Linked DNA regions of Sus scrofa: region 2 is linked to region 1. A link is a contact called in public Hi-C data. All regions are on one chromosome and are shown on one strand. Each heading gives the region's core, a stretch centred on a gene start, on an enhancer-like site or on the middle of the called end of the contact. The rest is flanking DNA. Distances are from core to core; before and after follow the strand shown.

The links. Hi-C and Micro-C count contacts between places; a contact is called where the count stands out from the background.
Region 2: a contact with region 1 is called in a Hi-C map of fetal liver, with 2.3 times the contacts expected there. The contact joins two enhancer-like sites. A contact is called at or near these places in 3 of 5 promoter capture datasets (fetal liver, fetal skeletal muscle and liver), 26 of 47 Hi-C or Micro-C datasets (adipose tissue, alveolar macrophages, blood and 13 more) and 2 of 2 datasets of contacts at active chromatin or transcription factors (alveolar macrophages and skeletal muscle).

What each region holds. Positions count from the first base shown.
Region 1 is chr11:2,850,986-2,858,169 of Sscrofa11.1, forward strand. It overlaps SPATA13 (spermatogenesis-associated protein 13), which reads right to left. Exons shown (of 18, transcript XM_021065472.1): 8 at 1-43. Among named protein-coding and RNA genes, the nearest start is that of MIPEP, 64 kb to the left of the region's middle. Within about 2 kb of position 4,051, at least 11 of the 83 cell types and tissues checked have an H3K27ac peak or open chromatin away from gene starts, as enhancers often do. A contact at or near this core is called in fetal liver and liver, where this site is marked.
Region 2 is chr11:2,985,144-2,992,327 of Sscrofa11.1, forward strand. The region is part of intron 4 of SPATA13 (spermatogenesis-associated protein 13); the gene reads right to left. Among named protein-coding and RNA genes, the nearest start is that of AMER2, 140 kb to the right of the region's middle. Within about 2 kb of position 2,683, at least 30 of the 83 cell types and tissues checked have an H3K27ac peak or open chromatin away from gene starts, as enhancers often do. A contact at or near this core is called in fetal liver and liver, where this site is marked.

The DNA.
Region 1 (7,184 bases), core at 2,801-5,300:
CCTCGGGGGGCGAGGCCGGCCTCCAGGACTCCTCAGGCACAACCTTTCCAAAGGCGAACACGTTACAAGGACATCCGGGAAGGCCCGCCTGCCTGCCCCCTCCCCAGCCCCCTCGAGGTGTCTGTGCGCTGGAAAGACGCGTGGATGAGAACCGGCAAATCCGCCTTGAACTGGAGGCTCAGTTAAAACCCGAATTTCCCCTTGTCCCGGGGAAGGCGCTTCGAGGGGCACAAAGCATGGCGTCGAGGCAGCGGGGAAAATAAAGTAAAATAAATAAATAAAACTCTCATTTCAGTATAGACGTCTGGTGGTGCGGGCTGAGCCCTGGTCAAAGGTATAAAGAAAACCAGCACCATATGGTGAGTTCATAGAAATAACTTCTAATGACACGAGGTGTCCCAGATACACGTAATGCTAAAGGAGAAAAGCCCTCAGGCTGCACCTGCCTGCCGGAGGCATCTTCTGTCTGGGACAGAGGTGCCTGAAGCACATTACGTCTGGGCTGCTCAGCCCGACACTCGGGAGCGTAAGTGGTGCCCAGGGTTCCCAGGACTAGATCAGTTGCTAACTAGCTGGGTGCACCGGAACCAGCCCTAAGTAACCTTTCTGGATCTCAGACTCCAGACCAGCCAGCCCCACAGGTGGAGCCTACAATCCTGAATTCCGCACTGTTTTCTAATGTTTCAAGTCATTTTTTCAGAGGCAATGCAACGTCCCTGGGGAAGAAAAACCCCAAACCATGACGTCTGCCAAAGGGCAGCCCTCTGCTAAAGTGTGGCAGGGCGACAACTGGCTCTGTAACCCAGGTACTGAAGGTCTGAGCACTGGCTTCTGCCACTGTCCCCTTCTGGGTCCTGGGAGTGTAACCGAGCAGGGCCCTTAGGGGCTCCTGGGACACAAGCCTTTCTGTGTCCTCCGTGGCTTGTCTTTAGGGAATAAGCCTCAGCCTCCGTGATCTTCCCGGAGTTTCCAAAGGGCAGTTGCTCTTCAGGGAAGGGAGGGGACGCAGAGACCAGGGAGGAGCCGTGCAGCCCTGGGGCAGGTCCTGGTTCCTCCTCAAGGAATATACACAACAGTATCTTTGAGCCTTTCTGCAGAACTAAAACCCCCAACAAAGGGACGCACTACCTGATGAAGCATCTTCATTCTGGGAAGAAGGCGGACCACCAGAACCAGTCCTGGGGCCACAAAACACCAGCTTTGAAAGACAATGCCAACTGGCCTCTCCCCGGATCCCTGATCCTGATTCTACTCCCCAAACTATAAAACCACCTCCTGGCCCCTTCCAAGGCGGACAGAATCTTCAAGGCATTCGCCTGCTGTGGCCCCCTTTGCCCGGCAAAGCAGTAAAGTTACCTTTTTCTCCTTTACCCCAAACTCTGTCTCTGTGTTTCCATTTGGCACCAGCAGACAGAGGCCGGATTTTGGCAACAGAAGCGGACAGTGGGGAGTCAGAGCACCCGCAGCCACTGCGCTTAGAAGGCCGAACCATCCCAGGCTTCACTTGACCTGAAGATAAGTCCATCTCAGCAGACCCTCAAGTGTGGGCTCCAGGAGGCTCTGCGGGGGAGGGGGAGCAGAAGTAGCAGGCACAGACCCCCCAGCCTGCTGCCTCTGCCCCTCCGTCCCCAGACGTTACCTAATAACAAAATGGAAATCAAACGGAGCCAGAATCAAATGGAGCAGGGTTGGCAAGGGCTGCACTAACCAGGCCGGTCCTGTGACTGCAGAATAGGCAGAGAGGCCACCCTGGCCCAGGTGCCCGCAGCCCTACCCTGATGGCTGCCCAAGGAGGCCCATCTCCTGCTAACGGGGCAGCTGAGCCAGGAGAGCTGAGACCTGGGGAGTGAGGTGATGGGCCCTGGGACAGGCAGACAGCTAGCAACACAGACAGCCACGGGCTTGTAATCTCTGTCCCCTAAGCCATATGTCTCCCATACACCAAGTCACCTCTGCTCAAGGGACAGCAGGGTTCAGCCATCACCGCTCCTTTGCTGTCTGCCAGCCTGGACCACTATTTGTCCTTCATGTCACCTCTGCAGGGTCCAGGATACAGCCCTGGGGCAAAAACACCAGTATGAGCAGAGGGCATTTAAGACCAGGTTTTTCTAAGAGCTCCCGCTACGGCGCAGTGGGATCAGCGGCGTCTCAGGAGCACTGGGACTCGGCTTCCATCCCTGGCCCCGTGGGGTGGGTTGAGGTGCCAGTGTAGCTGTAGCTGCGGCGTAGGTTGCACCTGCAGCTCAGATCTGATCCCGGGGCCAGGGAACTCCACACGCAGCCAAAAGAGATTTAAAAAAAAAAAAAAAAAAAAAAAAAAAAAGAGGAGGCTTTTCTAAAAAAGAGGTCAGAGAAGGACTTCTTGACCACTTCTGTGTGTAGAATAGTTCGATACTTCAGCCCATCCATGACATCCTATTTTTTTACTTGCTTCTCTTTGTCATTTTCTGGTTCGTGCATCTTTCAGTATTTTGCATATGGGGGAGGGGCAGGTAACGCTGGCTGTTACTCGGAAATAGAACTTCCAACTTGGAGACCGAAGCCAAAACAAAGCACAGAAAAAAGAAAAACCACCAGCTTGGTCTTCTGCCGAACAGGCAGAGCTCCGCTGTTGTAACCTCTTCTCTTGGGACAGGATGCGCCTTCTTGCGACCAGGCGCCGAGGGGAGAAGCCACCACCCAACCAGACTCAGGCACCAAACCGTCCGACCCCATCTGTGGTCCTGCAGGCCCTTCATCTTTTCTAAAAGCCCCTTCCCACCTCCCGCTCCTTGGGATGCGCTATAAACCCCCACTGCTAACCACTTCCTGCAGTCAGGGCTTTCCGTCAACTCCCACTTAATCAAATCTGTCTTGTCTCTCATCTGACTTTTGTCCGTTTCATTCCCACACATCCAGAAAAGAACCTAAGAGGGTGGATTAAAATTTTTCCTGTGACACCGTGGGAAAATATGAGAGCAATCAGGGAACAATGAAACATTTTTGCATTACATACCTATGAACGACTGGTTATTATGGATAGTTCACCTAAATTAACTAAATCAAACGGCACAGACAACCTAAGCACTCTGTGAGAGGAAAACCATTTATATTACTACCTGGTTTACGACAGAAAGGCTCAGAAACACTATGCTGGAAAAACAGAAGTACGATAAAATTACAGGCAAAAAAAATCATCTGCTCGCAAAATCTACGTGCAGTTGGGTTTTTCGGTTTGTGTTTGCACTTATGCAACCTGTGGCCTGCTTTCCTCACCAATGCAAAAAAAAAAGAAAAGAAAAATGAAAAAGAAAAGAAATGGGTTTAGGAAAACCAGCAATTGTCTTAGTTGTTCAGGTACCAAGTTCTGCAAGCAAACCCACTCCAGGAAGTGCTGGGGCGGGTGGAGGAGGAGTGCAGAGGGCGGGAAATCAGAGCTTGACCGAGAGGCAGCCCCCACTCAGGACGGCCCCCCTGGGGGCGTGAAAGGAGAAAGCACGCCTTCTAAGGGGAACCGAATATACCAGGAGTTGCGGAAATCAGTTATCAGAATCATAATCCATCATTGAAATGTCCATTTTTCTCCTTGCAAAAGTACAGAGAGGGAGGGCAGAATGGGGGGCGGGGGACCCCCTCAGATTTCAGCTCACGTTCAAACAGTGATGCTTTGTCAGAAGACACTGAGATGCCTGGAAAAAACAAATGGGAACTTTGAGGCAAATCCCAAAACGGAGCCCTCTTTTCCCAAATGCCATGTGCTTCTGACATGTGACCTGGGTTCACTCAACCTAAAAACACCTGACCAAGCCCCCCCCGCCAAGAAGCAGCCGGTGACATACCCAAGACTGGGCCGCAGGCAGCGGACCCCAGACGCACTGAAGACACAGGCAGGTGGCCATATCCCTGCTGGCTGGGCTTTGGCCTCGCTTGAAAAGCCCTCTCCTTGGGTATAAGCGGCTGGGCCGAGCTCTTCTGGTCCAGATTCTCCTCCCAGCCCAGCAGCCCAACTGGGATCAACCTCCTGAAGTTTGACCTTGACCGGCCAACTCACACCCAAGTCATCAATGTCAGTAAACAGACCTGTTGGCAGCCTCTTAACCCTTGCCTCCCAGAACAGTTTAAAGAACTTTCCCTAGTGGACTGGGGCTGGGGGAGGTGGCATGTTTTTTTCCTATACAAGACTCCTTTCTTTACAAAAGTCCAAAGCCAAGACAGATCCTCGGCTCAGAGACGTCAAAAGATTTTTGGAAACCACAGCAAGAGTAAATAATTAACCTGCGGGAGACGCCTGATGCCACAGAAAAACCGAGATTCCCTTCAGAAGCTCGGTTTAATGTGAGTATACAGACAGAGAACAAACTGTGGTTACCGGGGCGGGGGTGCGGGGCGGGGGGCACATTGGGGGAGGGGATTAGGAGGGACAAACTACTAGCTAACAGGATAAATGATACAGTGCAGAGAATACAGCCAATATTACCTAAGAACTATAAGTGCCATAGAACCTCTAAAAACTGTGAGTCACTCAGTTATATACCTAAACCTTGCGTGATATTATATAACAACCATATCTCAATTCAAAAACATGCATTAAATATTTACAGAAGACAGTATTATGAATTAAGCTGATTATTGTGAAATGCCATTATCAAAAATAATAAAAGAATGTCGATACAATAACAATGGAACATAGGAATTAAGAGGACTGCAGGAGTTCCCGTCGTGGTGCAGTGGGTTAAGAATCCCCTGCAGCAGCTTGGTGGAGGCACAGGTTCAATCCCTGGCCCAGGAACTTCCTCAGGCCTGAAATTCGGCCACAGAATTTAAAAAATTTTAAAAGTAAAATTAGGAGTTCCTGTCATGGTTCAGTGGAAATGAATCTGACTAGCATCCATGAGGACGCAGGTTCGATCCCTGGCCTTGCTCAGTGGGTTAAGGATCTGGTGTTGCTGTGAGCTGTGGTGTAGGTCCAAGAGGCGGCTTGGATCTGGTGTTTCTGTGGCTCTGACATAGGCGGCGGCTACAGCTCCGATTAGACCCTTAGCCTGGGAACCTCCATATGCCGTGGGTGCGGCCCTAAAAAAAAAAAAAAAAAAAAAAAAAAAAAGACAAAGATAAAAGCTGTCATACTCTGAAGTACTGATGAGATGAGGTATTTTAAGATATCAGCCCAAACTGTCCTAGGACGTGAAAAAGATCCATGATTCCCGTTGCTGAGTCTATCACAGATGCTGCTGCAATTGTGCCGGTCTGAAGCCTACGTTCAAAATAGAAGGAAACGCTGCATTTCAGCTGGAAAATGGTGAAAGTAATAATAAAATCCCCAACTTCCAGATTTCTGGTGAGGATGCCGCCAGATTATAAACATAGGCGAAAACTTGCCAGTTGAGATAACAGCGCTTAAGAGTAGCCTGTGCGCCCTCGACGTGCTCCAGCTCCAGACAACGGGCCTTCCGACCTTCTCTGCTATAAAGTCGAAAGAGCAGCACCTCCCTCTTTAGAGCCACACGTTATCACCCCATTTCCCTCCAGTGGGAGTGGCTGTGCAGGGAGGCCCCTTATCTTCAGCCCAGGAGAGTCCTTGGAACAGGGCGTATTAACACGCGTCCTAGGAATTCCGGGAGGGATCCCACATCCACGCCCCCTTCTGAGGTGCTGAAAGCAAGAACAAGGAAATCGTTGCAGATTTAGAAAACGTTTGAGCCCCAAAGACATTTTCCCCTTTTTTGGTTCCTTTGAAGACCAAAGGGGGAGTTCCCCGGTGGCCCGGTGGGTTAAGGATCCAACATTGTCACTGCTGTGGCTGGGGTTCAGTCCCTGGCCGGGAAACATTCACTTGCCATGGGCACGGCAGAAGAAAAAAAAAAAAGAAAAGCGAGAGAGACCAAAGGGATAACATCTTACATTCATTTAAAAGTGCCCCTTTCCTCGGTTTATCAAGCTATAACTGACAGCACCATAGATGTTCCCGGGGTGGGGCAGCCTAACAACCCCACCTACCTGTCCTGGGAAATGATTAGCGCAGTGAATTTAGGGAACCTTCCTCACGGTGAAAGCAGCTGCTTACATTCTTCCCAAAGCCTCCAGACTCCAGGACGGCAATGTCCCCAGAGTCAGCAGCCGGGGCTGCAGGCAGGTAAAAAGCCTCGAGCATGGGGCAAGGGACGAACGGGGTCGGTGGATAAAGGAGCAAAGAACTGCACACTTCTGGGCGCTCAGGAAGCGGCGCTCAGCCTGCAATCACCACCCACGGCCGTCCCTCGACGACCCGGTGGGAAAGTTCTCCTACTTGGTCCTGGACGCGGGCGGGACGAGGCAATGCATCTTCTCCAGAAAAGTCCCTCCGCTGGGGACAGAGGGAGGGAAAAGATTAGGACTTTTTTTTTTTTTTGTCTTTTTAAGGCTGCACCTGCAGCACATGGAGGTTCCCAGGCTAGGGGTGGAATCGGAGCTGTAGCCGCCGGTCTACACCAGAGCCACAGCAACGCAGGATCTGAGATGCATTTTCGACCTACACCACAGCTCACGGCAATGCTGGATCCTTAATCCACTGAGCGAGGCCAGGGATCGAACCTGCAACCTCATGGTTCCTAGTCAGATTCATTAACCACGGAGCCACGATGGGAACTCCAGATTTAGGACTTTGAAGACATCTCTTTACCATGAACAGAAGGGAACGGACGCAGAGGCCGTGGTGGCGGGACGCTGGGAAAAGGGCTCGGAGAGGAGTCAGGGGAGGAAGGACGCAGCTTCGCTGGGATCCTTTGCTCTTTCGGCCCCTCGCACTGATGACAAGTAGATCCTGTCACCCCTCCTTGAAGCTTGTAAGCGTCCAGCCAATGGACGTGACCAGTGGGGTCAACCCCAAGCCGGATCAGGTTGAGTCCCCGGGGCTGTGGGCACGGGGCCTGCCCAGAAGGAAGGCGAGGCCCCCAGATGCCCCATGCGTTTCCCTTCAACTTCCATCGAGGGACGTGAGGCTCTGACCCGTGTGGCCGCAGAGGACACCTACCCCACAGCCTGCAGCGCGGCGGTCCCGCTGTGGGGCAACGGCATCGGTGGCATCTCTGCAGCATCACAGGGAAGGTTTGACCCCTGGCCCAGGGCAGTCAGTGGGTTAAGGATCCGGCATTGCTACAGCTGTGGCCTAGGTTGCAGCTGCGGCTCAGATCTGATCCCTGGTCCTGGGAGCTCCATACGCCGAGGGG
Region 2 (7,184 bases), core at 1,433-3,932, 130 kb after region 1:
ATCCAAGCCACATCTGCCATCTAACCTGGGTCAATTCAAGCATCCTTTTGGCGCACAGACTCTTTCTTTTGGCAGACTTTTAGCTTTACATAAAAGCTGCAAAGATCGTACAGAGCGTTCCCGTATGTCCCTCACTCAGTTTCACCAACTATTAACCTCTTACATGGCCAATGGCATTTGAACCTGAGATGGTGACAGCTATGACCTGAGCTCCAGGGGGATTTCGACACGGCTGGCAAATGCCCCTTCCTCTGCTCCAAGCTCCCATCCGGATGCCACGCTGCACGGGGCTGTCACAGCGCCTGCGTCTTCTCTGGTTGGGGACAGTTTCTCAGGCTTTTCTTGTTCCACCGCAGTTTTAAAGGGGGTGGTGCAGTGCCTTCCACAATTTCCTGCCAGCTGAGTTGTCTGGGATTTTCCTCCTCAGTAGGCCAGGTTTGGGTTTGGGGACTGTCTCAGGAAAGGGAAACGTGCGCTCAGGACAAGAACATCCATGGTGACGGTAGCTCTGTCACCTGGTTAAGGTGCTGCCTGCCAGATTTCTCCGGTGAGGCTACTCTTTTTCCTTTAATTTAATGGTGATGCTTTAAATCCAAGTGTCACCCAGTCACCCAATCATGACACGTCAGCTTGATGGAGCCAGGAGGTGAGTCGTTTTCAGCAAGTTTTGTTGCCTTTCTTTTTTTTTCCCCGTCTTTTTCAGCTGCACCTGCAGCATATGGAGGTTCCCAGGCTAGGGGTCGAATCGGAGCTGTAGCCACTAGCCTACACCACAGCCACAGTCACGCCAGACCCGAGCCGAATCTGTGACCTGCACCACAGCTCGTGGCAATGCCAGATCCTTAACCCACTGAGCGAGGCCAGGGATCGAACCTGCGTCCTCATGAATACCAGCTGGGTTCGTTAACCACGGAGCCACGACGGGAACTCCAGGTTTTGCTGCTTTTATGCTGATGCGCTGACTGGGAGCTCAAGGACTTCTTCAGTTTTCTGGGACAGGATGGTGAATTCACAGAGGAAAGCAGTGTGTGGGGTGGGTCTGGTGTAGCTGAAGAGCAGGTGCAGGAGAGAGTAGGGGTCGTGACGGGAGGATCGAGGCCCCCCCGGGGAGGGGCACAGGAGGCCCTCGGGGCGGAGGCCCTCGGTGGGGAGTTAGCACAGCCCCACACACAGCACGTGGCTTCGCGGCCCGATGGCGGCCGTAGAGAGCAGAGTTTTGTCTGGTTTTACACGGGATGAAACAGAAGCGGGTGCTGACCCTCGTTCAGAGGAAGTGGGGAGGGGAGGAGGGCGCTTGGGGCAGTGTGTTCTTGGGTGACAGCCAGGGTTCCAGGCATTGGGGGGGCACTTGGGGACGATGTTGAGGGGTGTGTCTTCCTGCGGCCAGAGTCCAGAGAGGAGGAGGGGTGTGGAGGCCCCAGGCCAGGGGGCCGGAAGCCCAGGCCAGCTCGGGGTCACGACAAGGGGCTGGCGGATGGCCAGAGGGCTTCCGTCTTGGCCACGGAGGCGGACTGACAGTGATTCACCGGCTGGCCCCATGAATATTTATGGGTACCTCCTCTGTGCCAGATGGCGGCTTGGCACTGAGGACGCAGACGCGACCGGCACAGAACCCCCCACGTGGAGCCCGCCTTCTGGTGGGGCAGTCGTGGGCCCTGGGCGACAGGGCTGCTGTGCCGAGGCCTCCCAGGGGGGCCAGAGGCTGTGATGGGAGCCTCCCTCTGAGGCTGGCAGCCGCGTAGGGTGTGGGGATGGCAGCCGGGATGCGGGGCCTGGAGGCCAAGGTGAAGGGCGGGGGAGGGAGGGGCACCCACATCGCTTTGCTCGTCTGGCCAGGCGCACAGAGCATCCTGCTTCTCTTAGCCTCACATCTCTCCCAAAACACAGACGTGGGTCTTGGTCTTTTAAGTGCTGTGTGTGCCCAGCTCAGAAGACGAGCTGTCAAAAGACACCGTCTTGCCATTGGCTCGGGCACGCAGGTGTATAGGTGTTCTCTGTGCTGGCTCTGCGGGCCGACACGCCACCTGCACGGGGCTGACACGCGGGACAGAAGAACACGGAGCCACGGGCAGGGGGAGGGAGGATTCAACACACTGTACATTTTATATGGAAAACTCACGACGACCCCAAGGTTCAATTTACGCTCTCACCACCTTCAAAATCCAAACACAGGGCGTTCCCATCGTGGCTCAGTGGAAACGAATCAGACTAGTGTCCATGAGGTCACAGGATCGATCCCTGGCCTCGCTCAGTGGGTTCAGGATCCGGTGTTGCTGTGGCTGTGGGGTAGGCCGGCAGCTGTAGCTCTGATTCCACCCCCTAGCCTGGGAACCTCCATGTGCCGAAGGTGCAGCCCTAAAAATACAAAACAAACAAACAAACACAGGTTGATTTGTTGAGCCAGGCTCTAGGCTCTGCCCGCCTGCCCCTTTCTGGAACTTTCGGGGGCATCTCTGGCCAGTCATAATATACTCAGGCTGGCAGACAGCAGACCCTGTATTGAAGCTGTTCCAGACACTTCTGTTCTTTGTGTACTTGTAGTTTTAACTTCCTTTCTCATTTGGTAAAAAGTGATTGATTTCCTCCCTTCAACCGTGTCAACACCGGTGCAAGGCCTACGAGCTCCCTCCCCCGCTTCCCATCATGAGGCCCAGCTATGACAGACCCGCCCTAACGCCGTACAGGGCTTTGCAGAGAGAAATGGGCTGGTTTTCTCCAGCGGTAAAACCTTCTGCTACTCTGTCCCTTCGTTGTGAGACCGCCCACGTAAATATGCAATATCCTTATATCTCCTTCCAACCCCAACAGTCAAAAGACATTTTCCAGAACAAGATTTGACATTGCCAAGGTCACTGAGCAAAAGTCTTGCAATTGCTTTATTCTGCATCCGGGAGGGAGCAGACAGAACTGCTCAGGCAACTGACACGAGCTTTTAGAGGCCACTTGGCAGAGGACTGGGACAGCCAAGAGCGCCTAGATTTGGCAAGCAATTTCAAGGTTGGGATCCCACCTTATTCCTGGACAAATGAGAAGACTCAGGCCGCAGGAGGGTGGTGGCCCGGCCAGGGTCAGTCGGCTGGTAGGGCCTTAGCACCTGAGTCTCTGACCGTCAACACTCTGCTGTGCAAGGATGAAGGGATGGATTCAGAGCAACGTCCGTAACCCCGAGGAAGAGGGGAGAGGGAGGAGAGTATGAGAATACACCACAGAAAGTGCGTGTCACACAAAAATATAATATTCCCACGAGCATATACGCTGCATGCCATACACACGCAGACCACAGGCCGAGGCCCCTTTACTCTGTGTGGCACGTCATCCTTCAGACGGCTGAGGCCAGAGGTTTGCTGACCGAAACCTCCAACTATGTAAAATAAGAGAAGGCACATTTGCTTTCTTGGCGTTCACATTTTGAAGTAGAGCAACTAGTATTATGTGGTTCATAGAAAATTTGAATTATAACGTAAAATCACAGTCATAACAACACCTTCTGAAAAGTAACCAGTTGAATCTACTTATTTATTTATTTTTTTTTTCAGCTGCAACTGCAGCATAGGGAGGTTCCCAGGCTAGGGGTCGAAATGGAGCTGCAGCTGCCAGTCGACACCACAGCCACAGCAACGCCAGATCTGAGCCGCATCTATGACCGACACCACAGCTCAGGGCAAGGCCGGATCCCTAACCCGCTGAGCGAGGCCAGGGATCGAACCTGCATCCTCACAGAGAGCAGGTTGGGTTCTTAACCCGCTGAGTCACAACAGAAATTCCTACTTATGGTGTAAGTTCCAGAGGGCATAGTACCACGAGGAGTTGGCGCCCTTACTGACGGATTGATCAGTATTACGACCCTGGCACGGCCACACAACTTTCCATCCTAAATCAGAAGCTTCTGTCCGGTGCTGCCATTTCTAATAACTCACTGTTGACACTTCCAACAGAGGCTGGGTGGTCATTCCTCAGAATGCCCCCCACTTCAAGACTCACTGGGAGAGAGTTTATTTTGTTCAACTGGACACGTTGTCCAAAATGATCACAAATGGACGTGAAGGTCTCTTTAAATCTCCAGAAGGGTTTTCCCTCCTCCCCTGGTCAGATGAACTCCTGGCCTAGGCCCCCGCCCCCGCCCCCGGGGGCTGCTGGGGGGGGTGCGTGGGGAGTGTGGTGGGAACAAGGCTTTCCCCCACGGGAGCAGCAGGTGCTTGAAGTGGCAGCTCTGTGGGTCTGTTCCGCCCTCCTCGCTCCCCTCTGCCCACTGCCCCGGGCACAAGCCACCTGCTATCCGGGGGCCCCCAGAGACCCGGGACAAGAGGGACGCCTGGGCCGCCCCACCACTTCATTTCCGAAGGTGTCTACACTGTAAGCGGATACATTATCCACGGATACATTATAACTCTTCCTCTGTCCATTAGTTCATGTTTGAAAAAATCCTTGTAAATTCCCATTTCGTGGCCCACATGATAATCTGTTCCCGGAAGAGTTCTGGTTCCCAGCCAGGGTTCAAACAGCCATCAGGAGAGCGAAGGGGTTGTTTGGGTGTCTCTTAAAAATTCTTGTCTGAGTCTAGATGGCTGAATCACCAGTCCCCACCAACTCCAAACTTGGGACCAAAGCATTGCTTTGCTCACCTCCTGGGGAAGACAAAACCTGCAAAGGACAAAGTCTGCAGAGCCAGTGACCACAGGCGGCAGCCCCCGCCCCCTCCACCCCCAACCAACCTCCCCCCACCACGCCCTGCGAACCTCAGCCCAGCAGGAGTGAGCTTTCTGCGACACCTAGTGGCCGGAGAGAGAAGTACCGCCCTGCACTTGCCACCCATAGCAAGGCAGGTGCAGGATTCTCAGCCCGACTGCCCAGTGAGACACCTGAGGTCCAGGGCTAGAGCCGCCCAGCCTCGCGGCTCCAACGCGTGGTGTCAACCCTTACGTCCCACATCATTTCTACCTGGACGTTAATATGCAGGCGCTCCGGGCAAATCACCCGCGAACCGTGAGCGCCGAGAGGGAGTTCACTGCGTATGTGCATCTAAATGCGGTGACTTTCCACAGCCTCAAATTCATCCTTTCCCATCGTGGCACTGCTTCATGAAAAAGAAGGTAACACTCACATTCCAGCCTTAAAGGAAAACAGGTCTAACAGACTTGGAAGAAAGGAATCTCTAGCTCTGCAGCTGTAGGCAAACTTAATTCACACGAGAGCTTTTCTGCGTGTCAGGATAACAAAATGCAAGCAAACAAAACATTCTCGCTCCTGAAACACTTGCTGTTTTATACCGAAAATGAAAATATCGCGGCGGTAAAGACCTTTTTCAGTAGGTGCAGATGAGTCCCATACGCCTGAAACAAGATGCTAAGCGAGAGTCTGCTATGTTTTAGACTAAAGAGCAGCAGGGGAGACAGAAAATTCCAAAGAATCAAGAATCAGAGCTATCATGCCACACAGAAGGGAAAAAAATTTCAAAAACCAAGGTTCTTAGTCCCAAAATATCCCTACAGGAAGCTCCGTGGAACAATTTTCCATGGAAAACAGGAGACGAGTCTTACAGATAAAAAGCTGGGCGGGGCTTGACGCAATCAGGAGCGGGAGCGGGACTCTGGGTACTGGCCTCCCCCAGGGGAGGTGGTGGGGACCAAGGCCAAGACGCTGGGCATCTGCCTTCTTCTTACAAGATAATGTCCTTTGCAGAGAAATTAGTCACACTCCATTGTGTCCAAGGAGTTCCTTAAAATAAGAGCTCCCCTTTGTCATAAGGCTGGTGTCCACGGAGACCAGTTCTCAGTTGGAAATGGGGAGTCCCCACAACCGGCCGGGAGGACTTATGTCTCATATAATGTTTAAGTGTATATGCGCACACACGCGCACACATACACACACACACACACTCTCCGTATCAATAGGAAGGTCCCTACTGATAGGGTCTGATAGGAAGGTGCTGGTCCATTCTGAATTTAAAGATAAGATCGGGAGTTCCTGCTGTGGCACAAAGGGATTGGCGGTGTCTCTGCAGCGCAAGGACGCAGGTTCCATCCCTGGACCGGCACCGTGGGTTAAGGATCCGGAGTTGTAGGTCCCAACTGCAGCTCGGATCCGATCCCTGGCTTGGGAATTCCACGTGCCATTAGCGGTCAATAAATACATACATAACATAAAAGATTATTTCTCAGTAACGACTAAGAAACAAACACTTTAAGATCTGACTGCCGCGGAGCCCCCCACAGCCCTTGGCATCGGGCTTCGTCCTCCTGTCCTTTCCCGGGAGTTGCCTGGAGGGGTCAGTGTGACAAAGCCCAGCGCTGCCTGCGGCCATCAGGGCCCCTCAACAACCAAGCAGGTGTCCCTCCGCGCGAGACAGAAGAGGGCAGGGGCCGGCCTGGGGGTGAGGGGGCGACACCCTGGGCCATGCCTACTGCCCCCACCCGCCCTCCCTGCGCTCCTCTGGTCCAGGAGAACGGGGCGCTCTTCCCTGATGTGATGGTGCTGCCTCCGGCCCTACCCGCCTCCCACCACCTGCCCCTGAAACCGCCCACTTCTCACGAGATTCCCCTCGGAGGAGCCCTCCCTGCGGACACCCTCCCCCCATGCCCTAGACCATCCCGCCAAGGGCCACTCTCGCCGCGGGGCTCCATGTGCTGGACCAGCGGGCACCGGGTCTATTCACAGCTTCCTTGTACTGACATTGCTGGAAGGAACCTCCCCCTCCGGCTGGTGCACGTGTGCGCCCCTGGATCTCCCAAGTCTGACGCCTGGCTATCTCCAGGAGCCCCTGGCCGGTGGCGAGGGCCATGAACCTGAGGCAAGACCGGGTCAGTTGCACTTGGCAAAGCAGGTCAGAGCTTGCACAGGTGAATACCAGGTGTGGCTGGACGGGGGACAGCCCTGAGGCCTTTCAGAGCAGGTGTCTGAGGCCACCAAGCAGGCCGCATGCTAAGTGCATGGGGCGGGGACCATGACAGGTGTCATTGGGGCCACTGGGCAGAGCCGGTGGGGGGTAGGGGGCAGGAAGGGCGAGGACGGAAAATATCCGGCTTCTAAGGAAGCTTCATCTCCCCCAGGATAAGGTCATCAGTGAAATGTCAACTCGGAGACGGGTAGGTGATCCCGAGGGCAGCTGGCACAGCCTGTCCCCTGGGCTGGATGTGGCACCCATAGGTCATGTTCTCGTGGCAGGTCCTGGAGACCTTTCAACAAGA